Regions from separate parts of the Sus scrofa genome. Here regions 1 and 3 are each linked to region 2. A link is a contact called in public HiChIP or PLAC-seq data. All regions are on one chromosome and are shown on one strand. Each heading gives the region's core, a stretch centred on a gene start, on an enhancer-like site or on the middle of the called end of the contact. The rest is flanking DNA. Distances are from core to core; before and after follow the strand shown.

The links. HiChIP or PLAC-seq counts read pairs in DNA pulled down with a chosen protein or histone mark.
Region 1: an H3K27ac HiChIP or PLAC-seq map of alveolar macrophages shows a contact between it and region 2. The contact joins two enhancer-like sites. A contact is called at or near these places in 2 of 47 Hi-C or Micro-C datasets (embryonic fibroblasts and skeletal muscle) and 1 of 2 datasets of contacts at active chromatin or transcription factors (alveolar macrophages).
Region 3: an H3K27ac HiChIP or PLAC-seq map of alveolar macrophages shows a contact between it and region 2. The contact joins two enhancer-like sites. A contact is called at or near these places in 18 of 47 Hi-C or Micro-C datasets (alveolar macrophages, blood, embryonic fibroblasts and 8 more) and 1 of 2 datasets of contacts at active chromatin or transcription factors (alveolar macrophages).

Annotation. Positions count from the first base shown.
Region 1 is chr15:126,584,738-126,588,590 of Sscrofa11.1, forward strand. All of the region lies in intron 2 of DOCK10 (dedicator of cytokinesis protein 10), which reads right to left. Among named protein-coding and RNA genes, the nearest start is that of DOCK10, 130 kb to the right of the region's middle. Within about 2 kb of position 2,099, at least 19 of the 83 cell types and tissues checked have an H3K27ac peak or open chromatin away from gene starts, as enhancers often do. A contact at or near this core is called in alveolar macrophages, where this site is marked.
Region 2 is chr15:126,664,588-126,668,134 of Sscrofa11.1, forward strand. The region is part of intron 1 of DOCK10 (dedicator of cytokinesis protein 10); the gene reads right to left. Among named protein-coding and RNA genes, the nearest start is that of DOCK10, 45 kb to the right of the region's middle. Within about 2 kb of position 1,859, at least 4 of the 83 cell types and tissues checked have an H3K27ac peak or open chromatin away from gene starts, as enhancers often do. A contact at or near this core is called in alveolar macrophages, where this site is marked.
Region 3 is chr15:126,543,112-126,546,728 of Sscrofa11.1, forward strand. All of the region lies in intron 7 of DOCK10 (dedicator of cytokinesis protein 10), which reads right to left. Among named protein-coding and RNA genes, the nearest start is that of DOCK10, 170 kb to the right of the region's middle. Within about 2 kb of position 2,365, at least 7 of the 83 cell types and tissues checked have an H3K27ac peak or open chromatin away from gene starts, as enhancers often do. A contact at or near this core is called in alveolar macrophages, where this site is marked.

The DNA.
Region 1 (3,853 bases), core at 849-3,348, 80 kb before region 2:
ACAGGGAGCCATGGCCTTCCATGTGAAGTTATGAGGGGGCCAATTTAGGGTTTATCAGTACTTAGATTTTATGTGTTGGATTCCTTTTGAATTTTCTCTTTCAAGTTGCTCCTTTTATGTTATTCTTTCTGTTAGAAGATAAACAGCAAATAAACTCTATTGAAAGTTTGGAGTAGAAGATTAAAATCATGCCTAAATGGAGCTTTAAGGATTACTGCTGTATTTCATTTTTAAAAATTTTTTCTGTCCTTTTAGGGCCAACATGTGATATATGGAGGTTCCCAGGCCAGGGGTAGAATCAGAGCTATAGCTGCCGGCCTAAGCCACAGCCACAGCCACTCCAGATTCAAGCCACGTCTGCAACCTACACCACAGCTCGTGGCAACACCAGATCCTTAACCCACTGAATGAGGCCCGGGATCAATCCCACATCCTCATGGATGCTAGTCAGATTCATTTCTGCTGAGCCGTGACAGGAACTCCTACTGCTGTATTTCAGCGATCTACGAATAACTGATTTCCTGGTTGGACACATAATTTGCAGATACACAGTGTAACTTCACTGATTTCCAGGGAGTATTACATAATGTATTTGACTGTCAAGATTAAGAATTTTCCCCTGTAATTCAAAAGATTGTCTACAGTTCAGTCATTATTTCATAGTAATTTTATATAAAAGGCAAATGATTCTCTTTTTTTTCATTATCTGCTAGTTTCTTAGTGATTTCTTGCCTTGAAAAAGTAATAGGTGCCCTAAAATACTCAAAGTCTGATGGAGAGTAAAGTGGCCCAAATTTTAGTTTCCTGTTTAATGAGACCATAAATCTACTGTCCCACTAAGATCAGTGCTCTGTGGTATAATGCAATAGAATGAATGCGGAACTGGTTTAAGTTTGTTTTTTTTTTTTTTTTTTTTAATCTTAATGCTAAGTTTCTGGAAGGAGGGCTCAGGTTTCCAGTAATAATAATCACATGGCTACGTGGATTTATGATGTCATAGCATAAAGATTAGGGCCCCAAATACATAGACTAATACTCATATTCCATGTATGACATTCCACATCCATTCACACTGGGGTAATAAAAATGCATCATGGGGACAATCATATGGACAATGCATGTGTGATTACTGATGCCTTCTAATTAGGAAATGATGGTGATTCTTTACTAAACAAGGCAGCTGAGGCTGAGTCACCCTCCTATAACCACGTGATAAATCTCAAGCAGTATTCTACCACATGCATGGGGTCACTGCCTATCTAATACCTTACGCAGAGCACATAAGTACAAGAAAAGGAATGCCTGTATAATGGACACCTATAACATGCTATGGACCTCAGTTATAGCTTGTTGTAGTCCTGGAGAATGTGCCTGAAAAAGCAGAGGGCCTCCATAAAATTTCCACTTGGAGACTTGTAGGGCTTCTACTCATTTTTGATACCCTTTCCCCCCAGGTTTAACTGACCTTTAGCTGATGTACAATTTACATAAGTGACAGGTATATAACATAGAGAGTCACAATGTTTAAAAGAGCGACTACCACATCCTGGCTGTGTTGTACTCTCTGTCTTTGCAGCTCATGTATCTCATACATAATAGTCTCTGCTTCTCAATCCCATACCCGTCCTTCTCATTTTTGATTTCTGTTGAAGCAAAAATAAATTGGTCAAAGAAGAAGAAAAATACATCAAGTCATATTGGTTAAGAGTATTAATATGGTTACCAAGAATTGCTTTTCTGAGAACTAGGTACTTTCAGACCACTACAAATTGCCTTGGCCACATAGACTTCCTGTTCTCCTTTATACACCCTCTGGTCGACACTTAGTGTAGCTCAATAGCATGAAACGGATCCGAGACTGCACTGGAACTCAGCCGAGCTCCTCTTTTGATAATAGAGACTTATAAGGGGCCTATTGTCCAGAGGTTAGGAATTTGGAAATAAGAACTATCCTTTTTTTTTTTTTATGAAATGAGGCATGCAGGCCTCTGTTTATAGTTTCAGGTCCGTGATATACAGATACCTTGCACTACAGCCCTGCCACTTTCTGGTTCCTTCCACTCTGCCGTGGAGAGTCTTTGTGGCTTTTTATAGCCACCATTCTGCTGGTTAAAATGACTACAGGAGATTTCATTCTAAGCACACAGGGGCCATTTCTCAATTGGCCAAAGGCCACTGTCAAAGTCTAAGAAAGAAGCTGCTTTTCCTATCTTGGAGCTGAGCTAAGCTCCCTGTGACAGTATTGTAGAACCCAGCTGCTCAGAAAAGCAGACTGAAATGATGGTGTTCAGAGGAACCCATCAGTCTGAGCTGGAGAAGCCAACAAGTCACACAATAGGGACAATTAACCAACACTTCACAGTCAATTCCAATGTAAGCCTGGGTTTGAAAGGGATCTTCACCTAAAGTTCTCAAATTAAGACACTGATGCTGCCTTTTCTCCTCGTAGAGCAGACACTTATACTACATTTTTTACCCCTTTCAGAAGAATACTATGATTTCATTTTTTAAAAATATGTGAGAATTTCTCATTAATACCTTTCCTTGTGCTTTACATATGGAAAAGCACATACCTAAAGGTTGTCCTTGTTTTGCTGAAGTTAAACAGTATGGGAAATGCACAAATACTGAGCTGTTGCCCATAATCGGACTGCTGTCATCTTCTGGCCAAGTCAAGCATGGCGACCCATGCTTTGTAGTATTTACGTATATAATCAGGGGACTTTGGAGACTTAGTTCAAAGGTGTTTATGCTTGGACAGCAAAACACTGAGCAAGTCACTTCACTTTTTTTCCTGTGCTTCATTTTTCAGGGCTCCAACAATATAAAGATACTTATTACACCAGGGCCTCCCTTTGGCAAGGACTCAGAGGCTGTGGTCTGAGTTTTCTTTCCAAGGAGGCACAGGGAAGAAGCCTGCTCCGTGTGAGGCCTGCAGACACGGCCCCCTTGAGGAGCAACAGGCCTAAGAAATAAGCCAACCCACCGCAGCCAAGCCGCCACGGCATCTTTCCATATGTCTGCTCACATTCCTTCTTCTGTGCTAGGCTCCTTCCTGAACATGCCTTGGTTACCCAGTCTCCTCCGCCTCTCAGAAAATCCCTTTCTTTCCTTGCTCTCTCCTAATCTCAGATTTGGCAGTGGTGTCAGCTCCTTTTGAAAATTCTCTCTAATTCATCCAGCCTCCTTCTTCTTGTCTCTGAATTATATCATTTACTGCCTGAATCACCCATGAAGTCTTAACTATAGAAGACTCTAGACTCCAAAGCTCTGCAAATGATTAATTCAGCTAGTCATTTTATATGTGTGTTTTGCATGTAAGCAAGGCACATTAAATCTGGCTTGGGAATAAAATAGAACAGTAAATGAAATGTTTTGCCATGTTCTTTATTGCTTCTTTGGTATATTTTGTTATTCCTTTTAAAGAATGAAGGACTTGAATGCAGACCTGCTTTTTTATGATTTTTTTTGTATCCCATCTCTGACCACCTACATCACCCCATCTTAATGCCTAGAGCAATCCTTAAAAACAAACAAAAACAAAAAACCCAGCACTATTATTAAGATACAACTGACATGCTATCACATTCACACTTTTAAAGTATAAATTCAGTGGTTTTAAGTTTATGCATAGGATTACTTCACTATTTACTTTTAGAACATTTTCATTACCCCCAAAGACACCCCACATCCAGTAGCAGTTACTTCCCTTTCTCCATTCTCCCCAGCCCTTAGGCAACTCTAACCAGCTTTCTGTCTCTATAGATTTGCCTATTGTGAACATTTCATGTAGATGGACTCATATCATGGAAACTATTTTTTTTTAGAGCCGCACCCACAGAATATGGAGGTT
Region 2 (3,547 bases), core at 609-3,108:
TCATGTATAAAAAAAGCTCTAGGATCATTCAAATTATAAACACACACACACAATTACTAGCCTTTCATGTCATGTTTCAGTCCCATTGCTGTAGCTTCTATTGGTTTGTGTGTCTGTTTCTAAAAACACAAGGAAAGACTCATGACCTCTGGGGAATTCTTGGTGTCTGGAGATATATGTTGTTTCTTATAGTCGTTAATGGAATTGTACTTTCCATGTGTGGAAGAACAAAAGGTAAATCTTTTTTTTTTTTCTTTTTTTGGCTGCACCTGCAGCATATGGAAGTTCCCAGGCTAGGGGTCAAACAAGAGCTGCAGCTGAAGCCTATGCTGCAGCCACAGGAATACCAGATTCGAGTTGCATCTGCCACCTATGCTGCAGCTTGTGGCAACGCTGGATCCTTAACCCACTGAGGGAGGCCTGGGATGGAACCCGAATCCTCGTGGGGACTATGTCAGGTTCTTAACCAGCTGAGCCACAAGAGAACTCCCCAAGAGGCAAATGCTTTAACAGGGCAAGAAAAACCCACTTTATTCCCTCTCTCTCCTTTTTTCTTTTTCTTTATTGTGGTAAGAACTCTCAACATGAGGTCTACTCACCTAATCGACATTGAAGTGTGCAGTACAGTATTATTATCTATGGGCAGAGATACTTTGTATAGCAGATCTCAAGAACCTACTCAACTTACACAACTGAACTTCATACCCACTGACCAGCAACTTCTCTTTCCCGCTCCACCAGCCTACTTTTCTTTTTTTAAAAAAGCAGACTTACTTTTTAAGAGCAACCAAGCCCACTTTTCAATGGTTTTGTCTTGAGCATTTCCTGTCCACAACTCATGGAAAAGAAACATAGTGCCCACCCCATTTGGAGGCCAACAGAATTTCAACACATTCGCAATGCCTAGAAGGTGTCCTCAGTAAGAGCAGGAAGAGGAAGAAGAAGGGCTTGAGAATGATGAGTCCATCGGCCAGCCATGGCCTTTGGAGAAAGATGCTTTACAACAGTGCTCTAGCTCCTCCTAGAAAGAAATGCCATTGCTAGAAAGTGGTGTGTTAACCTGGCGTTGAAGGAGTTAACCTATGTTTAGAGCTGGTTAGTGTCAACAGTGGGGAGTCAAAGAGTATTACAGGCAGTGATAGCTTATCAGTATTTTGAAATGATTAGCTTTAAAGTGATTGGTTGGCTAATAATAGCAGACATAATAGTAGTAGTTTTGGTGATTTTTCAGGGTATGTGTATTTACCAACAAGTACACAGGAGGCAAGAGCAGGTGCTGGGACTTTGGTAAACCATGAGCAGGCTTATTAGAGGTGTGCCACTGTATACCAGAGTGCCTAAAATCAAGTTTTATTTAAAGTACCATGAGGGGCAGTTTATTCCGCCAGGAGAGTTAGACATGGTTTCTTTTTCTTTCTTTTCTTTCCTTTTTTTTTTTTTGGTCTTTTTTGCCTTTTCTAGGGCCGATCCCAGGGCATATGGAGGTTCCTAGGCTAGGGGTCTAATCGGAGCTGTAGCCGCCATCCTACACCAGGGCCACAGCAATGCCAGATCCAAGCCGCATCTGCAACCTACACCACAGCTCACGGCAATGCCAGATCCTTAACCCACTGAGCAAGGCCAGGGATTGAACCCGCAACCTCATAGATCCTAGTCGGATTCGTTAACCACTGAGCCACGACGGGAACTCCTAGATGTGGTTTCTTAGAAGCTAAAAGATTTGAGCTGGACCTTGAAGGATGGATACATAATGCCTGGGAAGGAAAGTGAAGAAAAATCTTTCAAACATGAAAGGCACCCTGCTCCTGCAGACAAACATGCTTCTCTGCCTGATGCTAAAATCTCTTCATATAAGCACCGCCCTCTGGTGTCCATTGTGAGAAGAGGCCTCAAGAGCAAACATTCATCCTCTTTGCTGCATTGTTGTGTAAGAATGACCAAATTGTCATCCTCAGTATCATTTCATCATAGTATCATTTCTTCAGATCTCATCCCTAAGTGGCATGAGGAATAAAAGCAGATACTAGCCAGGAATTGCAACCAGGAATTGCTACAACAGTACCAACGGCCACACACAAAGCTTCCTTGATGAGTTTATGCAGAAGCAAACCTGGTTCTTCTTAGAGCCCTTTATTGACAGACATGAACGAGAACTAGATCTATTAATTTCTCTGGCCTTAGTGGTTGATTATTTCTTTGGCCTCAGCTGTTCAGCTTTCTTTTAGAAGTGACTAGATTAAGATTCAGAAAGTGTTTTAGTGACTGCTCATCACAGTATGACAAGAGCCAGACACAGGCTCAGACAGACGAATGGATACATCCACAGAGGCAGAAGGACAGAAACCAGTACTCGACATCTCATCCCCCATGGCTCCCAGAAAGGGTCTGGAGTGTTGGCAGGTGCTCAGAACACACTGAAGAATCAGTATGAACCAGATCGGTGTTGCCTGCCCTGGGGTGGACAGGTAAGAACTGATGAAAGAGGGAGAAAACTTATAAGGGGACAAATGCCATCTCTAATAACGAATGGAAAGGAATTTCAGAAGGCTACAGTTTTGAGTTGGGAGTTCGGAATAAATACCCTCAAGGAGAGTTTGAGCTCCCTGGGGGGTGGGGTGGGCTTTCTTCCACCAGAAGAGGGATCTGAGGCGCAGAATTATCGCTGGCAGTGCAGTCCTCTCAATGAGAATCCGAGTAAAGACCCACAATCCTGAAGTCATGCTCTACTGATTTCACTGACTTCATTTTTAATCAAATGAATTGTTTGTTCAAAAAACGGCACATCCAAAGCCCAGAAATACTCTCCATTTATTTCAGTCTCAAATAAAAGGTTTTCTCTAATAGCAGTCCTCGTTCCAAATCTTATAGAGTGGAGTGGCTGGCATTTCACTAGCATCCTTGATCCCTCATGACCTTTCCTGGCTGCTAAAACTATGAGAAATATTGTTTCTTTAAAGCTCTATGATCTGCATGTATCCTGATAATAGAGGCTCCATGGCTTCCAAGCCACTTTGGGGAGAGAAGCCATGATTCTCACATGAAATGTTCAAAGGCATTATAACTTTATATCTTTTACATCACTTAAATCTTAATGTTTAAATGCAGTCCTACAACTGCCCCCCTCAGGTCTAATTTTATAGAGCCCACTGCTCAGTTCGGATAGTCTAGCAAAAATAAACATCGAAATTAAAAACCAAGAAGCTGTTCGATGATCATAAAAAGAATGAGGGCTAACATTTCTTGAACATGTCCTATTTGCTTAGTTTTTCCTTTTTCAATCTGTGATGTAAGTGTGTGATTAGGTCTTGTAGTGGGTTGAAGGTGGCTCTCAAAGAGACGCGCCACAATTTTAACCGCTGGAACTGGCGAATGGAAACTTATCTGGCAAAAGGCTCTTTGCAGATGTCATTACAGTTAAGGATTTTAGAGGAAGCCGTATTGAACCCACTGATAAGCATCCTTGTAAAGGACAGTAGAGGGAAGAACAGAAAGAAGAGAAGGCGATGTGAGGATGGATGAGAAAGGAGTTTTGCTGCCACAAGCCAAA
Region 3 (3,617 bases), core at 1,115-3,614, 120 kb before region 2:
GTCAGATACTAACTCTTAGAGAGTGAGCGACTTTTTTTTTTTTTTTTTTTTTTTTTTTGTATGGGATCTTTCCATACAAGGAACATAAAGAAGATCTTCCAAAACAGAACAAAAATGTAGATGGATAAGAATCATTTTGTTTGGTTTCTTTCAAGGCTTTCTGTACGAAGCGATATCTCAAGTTTTCATGGACTGGATGCGCATGTTGGCTGAAAATTTTTCATCTTCAGGCGCATGGGGGAATGTATTTGAAGCTTCCTCAAATGGTTGCTTTGAGTTGCTGCCTTCCCTTTTTCACCCTGTGTTCTGAAGTTCACAACTTATTCCAGTTGGGTTTTTGACACCATTACATGCCAGAGGCAGCGCTTGCCAAAGGCACCTGCAAACTACGTTGCCTACTCCCCAAGGGGCTTCACTTTCTTGTCTTCCTTGACTTTTCTGGCCACCTCCTCCATCTTGAAATCCATCCATCTCCTAGTTTCTGTGACTACACTCCCTTCTGGTTTTCTTTCCTCCTGAACGGCTACTAGTTTTCACCCCTCCTGGCTCTTCCTTATCCTGGTGACTTGAAATGCTAACCTCAGCTCTGCCTTAGACTCCTTTCTGTCTCATCTGGTCCAATGGCTTTAAATGGCATCCATAGGCCAAGGACCCCCAATTCCTTTCTCTGGCTCTGGCCTCTCCATCTACCCCCAGACTTTTCTAACTGGACACCTCAAATTTGCATTTCGTGACCGGGCTTTATTCTAGGTCCCTGTATCTGCTCCAATCACAGGTTCTGTTTCTGCCACAAGGGCCTGAAACAACCCCTTGACCCCAAGGGGCACCCGTGCATTCACGTACACAGCATGGCGTTTCCCCTCATGCGCTACGGTGGCTTGTATTCACTCTTCAAATCGGAACTGAAATTGCATTTGCTCGGGGAACCTTCCCCAGTTCTCCACTTAAGACAAGGTCCTTGTCCTCCAGGGCACTGGAGCATGCCAAAGGCATAGGAGCATATGCTTATCACCTGCATTTATTGATGTGACCATCCCAGTTTTCCCTCACGGCTGCCTCCACAAAGGCTGGATCACCACTCTGTCCTGCAACAGGGCCGTCACATAGAAGGGTTCGACAACAAGTTCAAAACAGTCATATTTTATGAATGGGACAATGCAGGATGCTATTCTTAGGCATGAATGAATGATGGAAGGAGTACACCAACAAATTAGAATGGGATCATGTGATAAGTAGCTACTTTAGACTGGACTTTCACGGAAGGTGAAATCTGTGAAAAAGAGTGAGCTGTTTAAAGATTGGAGAGGCATATGTAAAGTAGAGGGAACATGAAAGCAAATTATTACGGCAGTTTTATATATTTCTGCCAGGAGATCAGAAATATAAGTGTGGGCGTTCCCTTCATGGCTCAGCAGTTAATGAACCTGACGAGCATCCGTGAGGATGTGGGTTCGATCCCTGGCCTTGCTCAGTAGGTTAAAGATCTGGTGTTTCCATGAGCTGTGGTGTAGGTCACAGATGTGGCTTGGATCCTGCATTGCTGTGGTATAGGCTGGCAGCTACAGCTCCGACTGGACCCCTCGCCTGGAAACTTCCATATGCCATGGGGTGTGGCCCTAAAAAGCAAATACACATATATATTCTACAACCTGGGGTGGGTTGTAAGAATTATGGAAGAAATTCCACCTTTAATTCACCTCCAGATAACTCTGATAACACGTATGTAACTCTTACACTATTCTAAAACCTTTAGGTCACTCACAACTGTACTAAAGCAAAACCTATACTTTTAAGATAAGTAAATACAAATAAGAGTAGAACAAGAAGATGAGATCCTTACTCTTCCGATTGAGAATGAGGGGTATAAAACAGATCTAGTACTGTTTGATGATATCACACAAAAGTGGAAAACTACTGTTCGGTTTTTATTTTACTAAGGTCCAGGAAATTTCAAATCATAAATGTTACCTAAAGCCTCTTAGAAATTTGGGTCAGGATTTCTCTCGAATTGAAGTTTCCCTTGAAATATATTTCTAAGAATTCCAAGGATTATTCTTATGAAGATACAATGATATAGATCTGGCCTGAAGGAAGTGAACTAAAATGGTCTGCTCACTAAAGACTGTTATGAACTTGAACGCCCTAAGAATAGCCGGATGGTTGGTAGCACTTTCTGAGGCAAAGTCTTTTGTTCCTCTTTTCTGTTTTATTCAAGGGAAACTGACAGCGATTCTTGACAAAATAGGTCTGACTCATCCTATTATTCATTTGCTTTTTGCTTCTGTGTGTACATGTTTCATCTCCAGGCACATTTTGTGCCGGAGAGCTTGCTAGAACACTGACTAATCTTGCACTACCTCATTCAGAATCCTCTTTCCAGATGCAAAAACTTACAAATCAGAAAGAGCTGTAAGCAAATATGTAAGAACAGGCAGATATGAGGTGACAAAGCACAAAGATGTCTAACTTCCCAAAGTGATCTCAAGAAGCTAAAGCTTCTTCCCTCTACAAAGGGTAACAAGTTCTTCATAAAGAGAAATAAAAACAAAGGGATAGAGTACGCACTCTTTAAAATATATAATACATGTTCCCAGATATTCGAACGGCTACCTATTGTAAAATCAAGTAGGATTATTCAATTGTGCTTTAATGTGCAAAATCTACCTTGGGCATTCCTACATATATATATATGCTCGTTTTGTTCTATGCATCTTTGCATCCAACCCAGAAGAGCTTATCATTGCTCTATGTTCCTAGAACATTCCATTCAAAGTGCCATTTATACCTCCATTATGGCTCTTGAGACACTGTGTAATACTTTTATAATAGCCTATGTCCGTCTCTGGTTATGACATCAGCAAAGAATTCCCAATGCTCAAGCATGTCATAAACACGAAGTAAGTTTATTGGATGAACGAATAAAGAAATGGATAAATTAGCATGTTTCAGTAGATACTTCAGGAAGGTGAATCGATATTTTCTAAGAGGGCTTTCCTGCAATGGGACGTTTATGTCTCAAAGTTGTGACCTTTGTAATTAGAGGAAAGACCAGTAAAGGGTGGCTGAGGACACACTATGTCCCAGATCCTTTTCACATGTTAGCACATTTATTTTAGTTTTACAGATGAGAAACCAGAAATCAAAGAGCTTGAGTAACTTACACAAAGCTCCCAAATAGTAAAAGTTCACCATCGACCTGTACAAACCCGAGCTTATATTTTCCCACAGAAGATGTTCTCCTTCCAAGGCACCACTTAAGCAGTGATTGAACCACAGTCTGAGAGGTGATGGAGAAGGGGGCCCTGTAGTGGAAGGTCAGGTTAGAGTACCAACTAACCCTGTGCGTTCAACACTTACATTCTTCTTGGGAGAAGAAATGATACAATAATTTGTATCTTGGCAAACCGAATGCACAACAAGGGCTACAACTTCTTGAAAGACGATGACACATTTGCTAGAGCAAGTTTTGTTTGTTTGTTTGTTTGTTTTTGTTTTTTGTCTTTTTAGTTCCACACCCATGGCATATGGAAGTTTCCAGGCTAGGGGTCGAATCTGAGCTGCAGCTGCCAGCCTACACCACAGCCACAGCAATGCCAGGTCCAAGCTGCATCCGTGAC